Linked DNA regions of Mus musculus: regions 2 and 3 are each linked to region 1. Evidence: chromatin contacts called from public Micro-C and promoter capture Hi-C data. All regions are on one chromosome and are shown on one strand. Each heading gives the region's core, a stretch centred on a gene start, on an enhancer-like site or on the middle of the called end of the contact. The rest is flanking DNA. Distances are from core to core; before and after follow the strand shown. Region 1 holds the start of Kcnq3 (potassium voltage-gated channel, subfamily Q, member 3). Region 2 holds the start of 1700010G06Rik (a long non-coding RNA gene). Region 3 holds the start of Adcy8 (adenylate cyclase 8).

Region 1 (2,752 bases), core at 189-2,688:
GGCTCAGCTAAACCCTTTGGACTAAGCTTGGAAATCCCGCCCCTTTTCTATTCTCCTATTCATTTTACTAAAAGAACACAAAGACCTGCATTTTGGTCTGTCTAAGCCCCCAATTAAAGCCAAACCCATTATTCTTTTACTTCAGCATCCATTCCAAGGAAGGGAAGCACACACATGGAACACGCACGTACACAGGCACTATGCCTATGGGCAGTGTGCACCGCTACTATCCTCAACTCTGGGATATATCATCTAAATTGAGTGGTGATTGCAAGCTATCCACCCCAAGAAGAACCGGTGCTTCTGAAAGGACCGTTTTTGTCCCACTCAACTGCTTCATTAGAAATATCATCTATTTCTTTTAAGCTTCCATGACAATATCCCAGAACATACAATAAATGCGCACTTTTGCGCACTCGCCAGTTCAAATCTCCAACTCAGCTTGAAAGCCTGCTGTCCCAGGCACCAGAAACACTCCGTCACACCGCAGAGAACCATTGGCTAAGGCCAAACTGGTGTCCCTCCATCCCCAACCCAAGCCAGAGAGCACTTCTGAGTGGCCAAAGACACAACACTATGCCAGCCCTGGCCCGAACCCTAAGGTGCACGGCCGCCAAGGGGCGCCCCGAGTGGCCAGGTACTCACACAAGCGCGTGGTAGAGCAGCGCCCAGCCCCGCGGTCTCTCCAGGGCGTCATAGATCAAAGTTTGGATGCGCCTGTACTTGGCGTTGTTCCTCTTGACTGGGCGGCTCAGGGGGGTCTTTGCCAGGAGCCCGATGCCCTGCGGGGTCCTCCTCTGCCCCTCTTCGCGGCCACCGCCCTCCAGCAGCAGGGTCCCGTCTTTGTCGGCTCCGGCCCCTAGCGCCAAGGTGACTTGCTCCACGTCTCCTGGCGCCAGCCCCACTTTCCGCTCCTCGTCGCCGGCCACCGCCGAGTCCCCTCCAGCAGGGTTAGCGGCCCCGCCGCCGCCGCCGCCCCCTTCGCCGCCGCCCCCGCCAGCCGCCCCCGCCGCCCTGCGAGCCTTGAGACCCATCTGCCTCGCCCCCACCGGGCGCTTCGCCTTCTCCGCTGCTGCTCCGGGAAGTAGGAGCACTTGGGGTACGTGGACGAGGCGGCGGCGGCGGCTGCAAGCCCGGGAACTCCAATGCCATGATCCGCGCGCCCCTCCCCGCCCACCCCCCCAAAAGCAGGCAAAGGCGGGCCTCCCGGGGGCCAGAGGAGGTCGGGTGGGGAGTCAAGGGGTCACATCCCGAGCGGGTCCTCTGTGGGACCCGGAGGGGCGCAGGAAGCCGGGGTCCACGGGGAGCCCGTTGAGGGCGCGCGAGGCTGGCGCGGTGGCGCTAGGGCGCGCGACGGCGGGAGCCTGGCACCGAAGCTCCAGGGAGGCGGCGGCGACGGCGGCACCCGGGCCGGCGAGCCCGAGACAGCATCGCAGTTTATTTACAAGCCCTGTGCCAGCCGTCCTCCCGCCCGCCCGCCTGGCACACGCGCCGCCGCCTCCTCCCTCCTCCCCTCTCCCGCCCGCGCCCAGCCCGCTGCTCTAGCCCTAGCCCCGCTGCAGCGGCAGTAGCAGCAGCAGAAGCAGGCGCGCCCGGGCGGAGCGCTCACCACCCGCAGCGTTCTCTGCTTCCCTCCCTCCTTCGCAGGGGTGGGGCTCCATCGTCCCGCCCCTTGGTTGCGGGAGGCCCAGGCGGGGCCCCGCCTCTCCCCGCCGCCCCCCTACCCAAGACAGCCTTGAGGTCCAGCATCACCAGGGCTGTGAGGCCTCTACTACTGCTTCTGCTGGGTCATGAATCCTGAGGCCGTGAAGCGGGAGCTCCCCAGACCCCGTGGGCGTTGGGGTTTCCCCTGAGCGAGAGGAGAAATTAAAAGGGAGTAGATAGAGGCTGAGGCTGCAGCTTTATGTTCAGTCTCCACCCTCCACCTCCTCTGCTTGCCTTTGCAGGTAAAAATCCAAGTTGCTCGGTTAGACATGCTCACACCTCACCCACTGGCTCGGTGATTGCAATGCTTCTTCTATTCCGGGCTCCTGGGGGCTACTGCTTCTGGTAGTTTTGGGGTAGCCCCTTGTACAAGTAGGTGGGAAGACAGCTGAGAAGCGCATGTGAACATCAGAATCAGTATCCTAATTTCTTCCTGGCTCCTAAATCCTGCTGCAGGCAAGCCAGTCATGCCCTCTGACTCCATTAGCATCCTTCAGGGAAAACACTGAAATCATGGCAGTGAGTTTGTCCTACGTACGACAGAGTACTGCTCTCCACCGAAGGTTTGAAACCCTTGAATTCATAAAACCTGAGTGACAGACAGAAGGCCAGAGCTAAAGCAAGTGTGAGCCAAATTATTCCTAGTGTGGAAACAGAATCACAGGAACCACTGGGCTCTGTCCTAGGAGTCCCCATTGAGGAGGTGACACGCCTTAAGGTGAGATTCAAGTGGCAAGGTGGGAGCAGTTATGACAATTTCAAAAAGAGCCTTCTAGACAGCGGTGTGGAGGAGAAACGTAGTTCAGGTTTGCTGACGGCAGAGGAAGCAGTCTGGTCAGTCACTGGCACCATTGGCAGAGGGCAAGTGCCTCATTACCCAACAGGCAAGTTAGGGAAGCCCTCCTCCTGCCCTGGGGTACCATGACTCCTTACCGCCCAGTCTTCCCTCATGACTGTCAGGTGGAGTAGAGAGGACAAGATAGCTGTGAGTAAAGTTGGGAATCCAGTCTTAGTCTACAGGGAAAAAGCAGGTGTCTGCCTAGGAAAG
Region 2 (2,752 bases), core at 95-2,594, 2.0 Mb before region 1:
GGTGGCGCTGACAAGCGGCGAGGCTCGACCGACTGGGGCGCTCGCTCCCGCGGAGCGGCGGGCGGCGCGCCCGCGCCAGTCACGGGGACAAACACGGAAGTGCTCTGCGCACGCGCCCCGCACGCCCCGCCCGCCCCTCTCTCTCCACTTACCCCCCCCCCCCGCCGCCCGGCCCTCGCGCGGCCCCCACCTCGCAGCCGCCGGCGCTGGTGCTCGTGCCCGTGGGGCTCCGGAACCGCGCCCCACGCACACACACACACACCCGGCCGCCCCCGGAGCGGTTACTTCAGCGAGCTGGTTACGCGAGCGTTTTTGCAAGAGAGGGACCAAAAAAAAAAAAAAAAAAAAAGTTGTTCGTGTTCTTTTTTAGTCCCGAGTGGGTGCAGGAAGCGAGGCCCGGAAAGCCGTCTCCCTTCTGCGCGGACCGAGGGATGGGGGCGCAGCCCTGCTGCCCTCTGAACGCCAATGCTGTGCCTTGTGCAGAGACAGGAAGGGTTGTTTTAAAATACTTTCATCTGTCCAGATGTATTTGGTTTTTTTTTTTTCTTCCCCTACCCCAGAGGACCGCCGAGCATCCGGAGATGCAAAAAGTATTTCTCAGGTGCAAATGCTCTTCACTGCTAAGCAGGAACTGACTTTCTTCTGAGAAAAGTACCAATTCAGCCCCAGCAAGATGTCTACTGTTGTTAGTCCAACATACCCATCTAATTTCTCACCACCGACTGGAAGATTTTGAGAATGGTATCAACAAAACCCACCTAGTCCTTGGGATTGGCCTCCAGGAGCCCTTGAAAGCGTATGACTGGCCTCCATTAAAGCCTGCTTTGGAAGGCAAGCCCTGTGGCCCACTCAGACCTGCCTGCATACCGTCCGATATAGCTAGCTAGAGGTTGTGTTCGCTGGCCTTTCTGGCCGCGTGTGGGTCGTGTGGCTCAGGGACCCACGGAGAGGGCTTGTCTTGAGTGAGGACCGGCAGGGAGGGAGGAGAAGACTGCATGTCAAGAGGAAAAGGTTCGCCTCACAAGCTGACAAATTCTGAGATGAGTGATGTCGGCAAGGGCCACATTCCTGCTGTCTTGGAATTTGCTTTGCAGCAGAGGACCAGACAAATAGGCAATACAGAGGAGGAGTAGGAGAAAATGACAGAGCCATACATAAACCATGGTCAGAGAAGGCTCAGTCAAAGTGTGCAGAATAGAATGGATACACCACTCGATACCCTGTTGGCTGGGAATCTTGGACCCCTAACTGCCTCCCATGAAAGTAGAAGACAGGGACCCTCATGGAGGAGGCTGAGTTCATGGATGAGGACTTGCTCTCTGCATAGGAAAAAATGGGTTAAAATGTGTGCTGTTTCTCTTCCTGGCTTGACCGAATTGGGTGTGCACTGTGCCTCCACTGCGGTTCCTACCAGTGCTCTCCAAGGCAGGGAAGTGTCTCCGCCTACTACAGGAAGAACTTGCTAAGGGAATGAGCATAAAGAAACACATCCCTGGCAAACTGACCTTTTAAAAAAAACTAGTGAATAAAGAGGTTAAACATAAACAAGAGTACTTTCTCTCCTCAGTACTTTAAAAGTTTGGTTTGGGAGACATGGAGGGTTTAGCTCTCAGGGAGAAAATAAGGCAGGAGGAGACTGGCAGCTGACCACCCCACAAGGGCAGGCTCACTGGTTGCCAGGGCTGCAAGATGTAGCATTTGGAGAATGAACATTCCAGAAGAGAATCCTAGCTCATTTCTCACAGCATCTGGAAAATTCTGTAAGTTGGAACAAATATGACCCTCACTAGCTTGGCCTAATTAAGCTCCCTGCGCCTCAGAAATCCCATGCTCCCCTATAAAGTACTGAGAGCAAATCAGCGAGAAAAATCAGTGAGCACTGGGGCTTCCCTCTGAAAGGATTTGTCTTCCTCAGGGCTGTGAGCCAGTCTGGTCCCACCCCCCACACCCCAGTTGTCATCTAGTACCTGCCCTGTCTACTGAGCTGGCAGCACTCCTCTGTGTGTGTGACATAAACAGTAAAAATGAACTGTTGTTCAGAGCCTAGACTTAGCTAATAAGTGTGTCTGTTCCCAGAGACCCTGAATTCCACAGCTTTCTCTCCTAATTCAGATACCTTGGGTTTGGGTGGCATGAGTTTATCAAATAAGAGGGTAAGGCGTGTCAAAAATGACCACCACACAGAGCCCTCCCAGCTCCAGCCGGTTTGCTCCCACACCTGGCTCTGCAGATGAACGAGTCAAGATTATTCCAAGCTCAGCAGTGGTAAACAGCCAGGGATTTCTTTCTGAATTCACCGGAGAGCCCAAACTGCCGCCACCAATTGCTGTTTCAGTTTCCTCCGAAGATTATGTTATGTATCTGCCCCTCCCCTGCCTCCTCCAGCCAAGAGGGGACTATATGAACAATGAGATATTGTGCTCTGGTAAGCATATACCTCCTTAGACTGGTCTGCAATTAGAATTTCAAAGCTTCGCACCTCAACCCACCATCTCTGGGGTTCATGGACCATAATCCTCTTTAAATTTGAAACCATGCCCTGGTGCAAAACCATCTGCACCTCCCTTTTTCTCAAATACCCCGAACGCCATTCCTGGATATCTAAAAGCAAATAGAGTCTGGCGTGGGCAAAGCTGAAAGGCTGGGTTTCTTTACAGGGAACTACCCAGAAATACACACTTATCCTCTCCAAAGCCAGAAAAAGACACGTGCACACAGACTCGAGCTTCTGTGAACCCGGCTTATATAAAGC
Region 3 (2,752 bases), core at 152-2,651, 1.4 Mb before region 1:
CCGCAGGGTTCGAGGCTTTGCGGGAGACCCCGCCGCCGCCGCCGCCTCGGTGCCCGTGGATGAAGCGCTGCTCCGTGATGTGCCGCACCGCCGTCTGCCACAGCAGCCGCTGCGGCCGAGAGCCGCTCCCGTCGTCGCCGGCCGGGGGCGTCGGTTGGATGGTGTAGAGTTCCTCGCTGCCACTAAGGCAGTGCACATCCGAGAGCTCCATGGCTTGGGTCCGCGGGGAGGGAGGCACAGACACTGGTTGTGTCAGTTGGTGATAGGGGTTCCTAAAGACCCAAAGGCCGCTTGGCAGCGATCCCTTCTTTCCTAAGCTGTTCGACTGCAGGAGCCCTGAGCAGGGCCCCCACAGGTCAAGTCATAGTGAGCCCAGGAGCAAGGTGTTCCTGGTAGAATGCAGCGGACCCCTGTGTACTGGCAAGCCACCTTCCCGCCAATCAGCTCAGCTTGGATACGCAGTGAAAGTGGTGGCTGTTTGTCCGCGAAATCCTCAGCGCTCTGAGCCACGCTGTCCCTTTCTGCGCTCCAGCCCCCTGGCTGTCTCTAAGCTCAGCGTCTTGGCGCAGTCTTCCTTCTCCAAGAGGCGCCTGGGCGCCGCGCTTCTGCTGCGCGTCGGGCGGGTCCTGGCTGCGGCACTGGACTCTGGACGCCCACGTCTCGGCGGCTGCAGAAAGGCTGGCCAAGGGTAACCGATGGCTAGGATGGGTGCTAAGTTAGCAGCTGTGGCGGCAATCATCGCCCTTCGGATAACTCCATTGCGCCGGCATGGGGAGCCGGGGCGGAGCTGGAGGCGGGCGCGATGAGGCAGGAGGTGTGGGTGATGGTGAGGCGGCAGGGCGCCCCGCGGGAGGGCAGGAGAAAGGTGGTAGCCTTAGCACTAACAAGTCACCAAACAGTTAATTTGGAGGTGTGCTGAATGAAGCTCTCTCTTCGGTTCCTTCCTCATTGTGGCCACTTCCAGAGCAAATACTGGCAGCGCGGGTTCTGGACTGATGCATTCCTCAAGGAAGATCGTGGCGCTGCTAGCCCCAGGGTCCCAGCCTCCGCTACAGGACTAAGTCACCGCTGCTAGTAGCGATTCTGATGGGTCGCAGCACACAATTCCCATTCCCTTCACTTCGCTCTTTGGAGTCCATTGGGCCTGCCAGACCCCAGGGGGTGTGAGGAAAGCACAAGTGGGAAGGGTAATAAAGCCAACAGCTGAGTTCGAAGAGAAGCCACAGGAGCGGATTCCTGAGCCTGAGAAACGAGCCTTGGCGGGTGAGGCGGCAGGCGAAAGGTTTGAGCGAGAAGAGGCTCCAGGCCGAGTGGAAGTCGATGAGACGCCTCCGGATCCAGGGAAGCGCGGGGCTACTTGGGCGCTCGGAACCGCGCAGCGGGACCGGAGCCTGGGAGGAATTTGGAGACCTGTCAGAGCGGTCAGACACCCGCGGCGACTTAAACCCGCCCCCGCGCCAAACCACGCCCCCGGAACCCAGGATGGGGGTGGGGGAGGGGTGGGGGCTGGGACACGGAGGCACCCAGATCTGCACAGGACGCCCCAGGTCTTGAAGGGCCGCACCGGTGGGTCGAGCGAGCGCGGGCTGCTGGAGCCCCGAGCCTGGCAGCTCTGCGGTGGAGCGCTCCAGCTGGCCGCGCCCGCTGGTTCCTCCGCGGTTCTTTTTTAAGCACTGGCTCCTGCCCTTGGCAGGTGCAGAGCCAGGATCGTAGGCCGCTTTGCCCACGAACTCTTTGAGACCAGAGACGCGCACTAGAGGGGCTCATTTCCGCCCTCCCCACTCGAGAGCGATGTAGTGTGTGTGTGTGTGTGTGTGTGTGTGTGTGTGTGTGTGTGTGTATTTAATGCCAACTTTCAGATTAAAACTAAAATCCTCTCAAGAAGCCACTCTCATAGCGGTGGGCAGCCTTTTACTTTTCTCTGCTCCCGGGGTCTGGGTAGTAGAGGGTATTAGGATGGGGGCGTGGTCTGCATATTTCGAATACTAAATTTGACTGGGCTGTCAAGAAAGGTGCGAAGGAGGACCTTCGGAAAGGCATTTCCAGGGGCCTCCTGGAGGCAGCATTCCTGCCTGCCTAGGTATGTTGAGGGTCGCGGTCAAAACCCAAGTTGCCCCGCAGCGGTTCTTGCATCAGCATCCAATCCAGCGGGGTCCTTGGAGTCTGGCTTTTCAGGGATCTGGTAGCAGTACCAGTCTGGAGCCCCATTCTGCAGGTGGTGGAAATCAACACCTCTGCCACAGCGACTGCGGCTGCAGCCAGTGAAGCTCGGGCCCTGAACACAGTCAGCTGATGGTCAATGACGTCAGGCTCTGGGCGCTTTCGCAACCCCGCGGCGTCCCATGAAAGCCTAAATGACCTGGCCAAGCGGTCTCCAGGACACTATTCCCAACCCCCACCCCACCCTATCTCCCCCGACCCCAACCCCGAGAAGGCGATTTTTTATGCCTTCTTCTAGTGCAAACTCCTAGCTCCTTTTGGTCCTAAGCAAAAACAGCTTTCCCTGAGGATCCAGAGCGCCCTCCTCCCATCCACACCAAACCATTCTCAGGGTTATTTGTAGCGACTGTGCCCCAGAAACCTGTGTTTTGACTCCTCTTTCCAAGTCTTATAGGTCACCTGCCTCGCATAGAGCATCCAGAAAGAACAGGGGAAAGTCCTTTAAGGTGTTATCATTCCTCACCAGCATTTCTGGAATTTGGTGCACTCAAGAGAGAAGGAACTCGATTAAACGATGGATTTTGAATAGAAA

What was found. Promoter capture Hi-C pulls out the DNA fragments that hold promoters and counts their contacts. Hi-C and Micro-C count contacts between places; a contact is called where the count stands out from the background.
Region 2: a Micro-C map of embryonic stem cells shows a contact between it and region 1, with 6 times the contacts expected there. The contact joins the promoter of 1700010G06Rik here to the promoter of Kcnq3 in region 1. A contact is called at or near these places in 1 of 39 promoter capture datasets (hippocampal neurons) and 1 of 484 Hi-C or Micro-C datasets (embryonic stem cells).
Region 3: a contact with region 1 is called in a promoter capture Hi-C map of pre-B cells, with 17 times the contacts expected there. The contact joins the promoter of Adcy8 here to the promoter of Kcnq3 in region 1. A contact is called at or near these places in 14 of 39 promoter capture datasets (the 3T3-L1 cell line, 3T3-L1-derived adipocytes, the C10 cell line and 9 more), 7 of 484 Hi-C or Micro-C datasets (CD4 T cells, CD8 T cells and embryonic stem cells), 2 of 115 datasets of contacts at active chromatin or transcription factors (both in embryonic stem cells) and 1 of 9 other capture datasets (adipose tissue).

The regions. Positions count from the first base shown.
Region 1 is chr15:66,285,191-66,287,942 of GRCm38.p6, forward strand. Kcnq3 (potassium voltage-gated channel, subfamily Q, member 3) reads right to left here and starts at 1,439. Exons shown (of 15, transcript NM_152923.3): 1 at 646-1,439. The coding sequence starts at 1,034. All of the region lies in intron 1 of Gm27242 (a long non-coding RNA gene), which reads left to right.
Region 2 is chr15:64,312,774-64,315,525 of GRCm38.p6, forward strand. It overlaps 1700010G06Rik (a long non-coding RNA gene), which reads left to right and starts at 1,345. Exons shown (of 2, transcript XR_003951590.1): 1 at 1,345-1,760; 2 at 2,185-2,752. The region is part of intron 2 of Asap1 (ArfGAP with SH3 domain, ankyrin repeat and PH domain1); the gene reads right to left.
Region 3 is chr15:64,920,895-64,923,646 of GRCm38.p6, forward strand. It overlaps Adcy8 (adenylate cyclase 8), which reads right to left and starts at 1,402. Exons shown (of 18, transcript NM_009623.2): 1 at 1-1,402. The coding sequence starts at 211.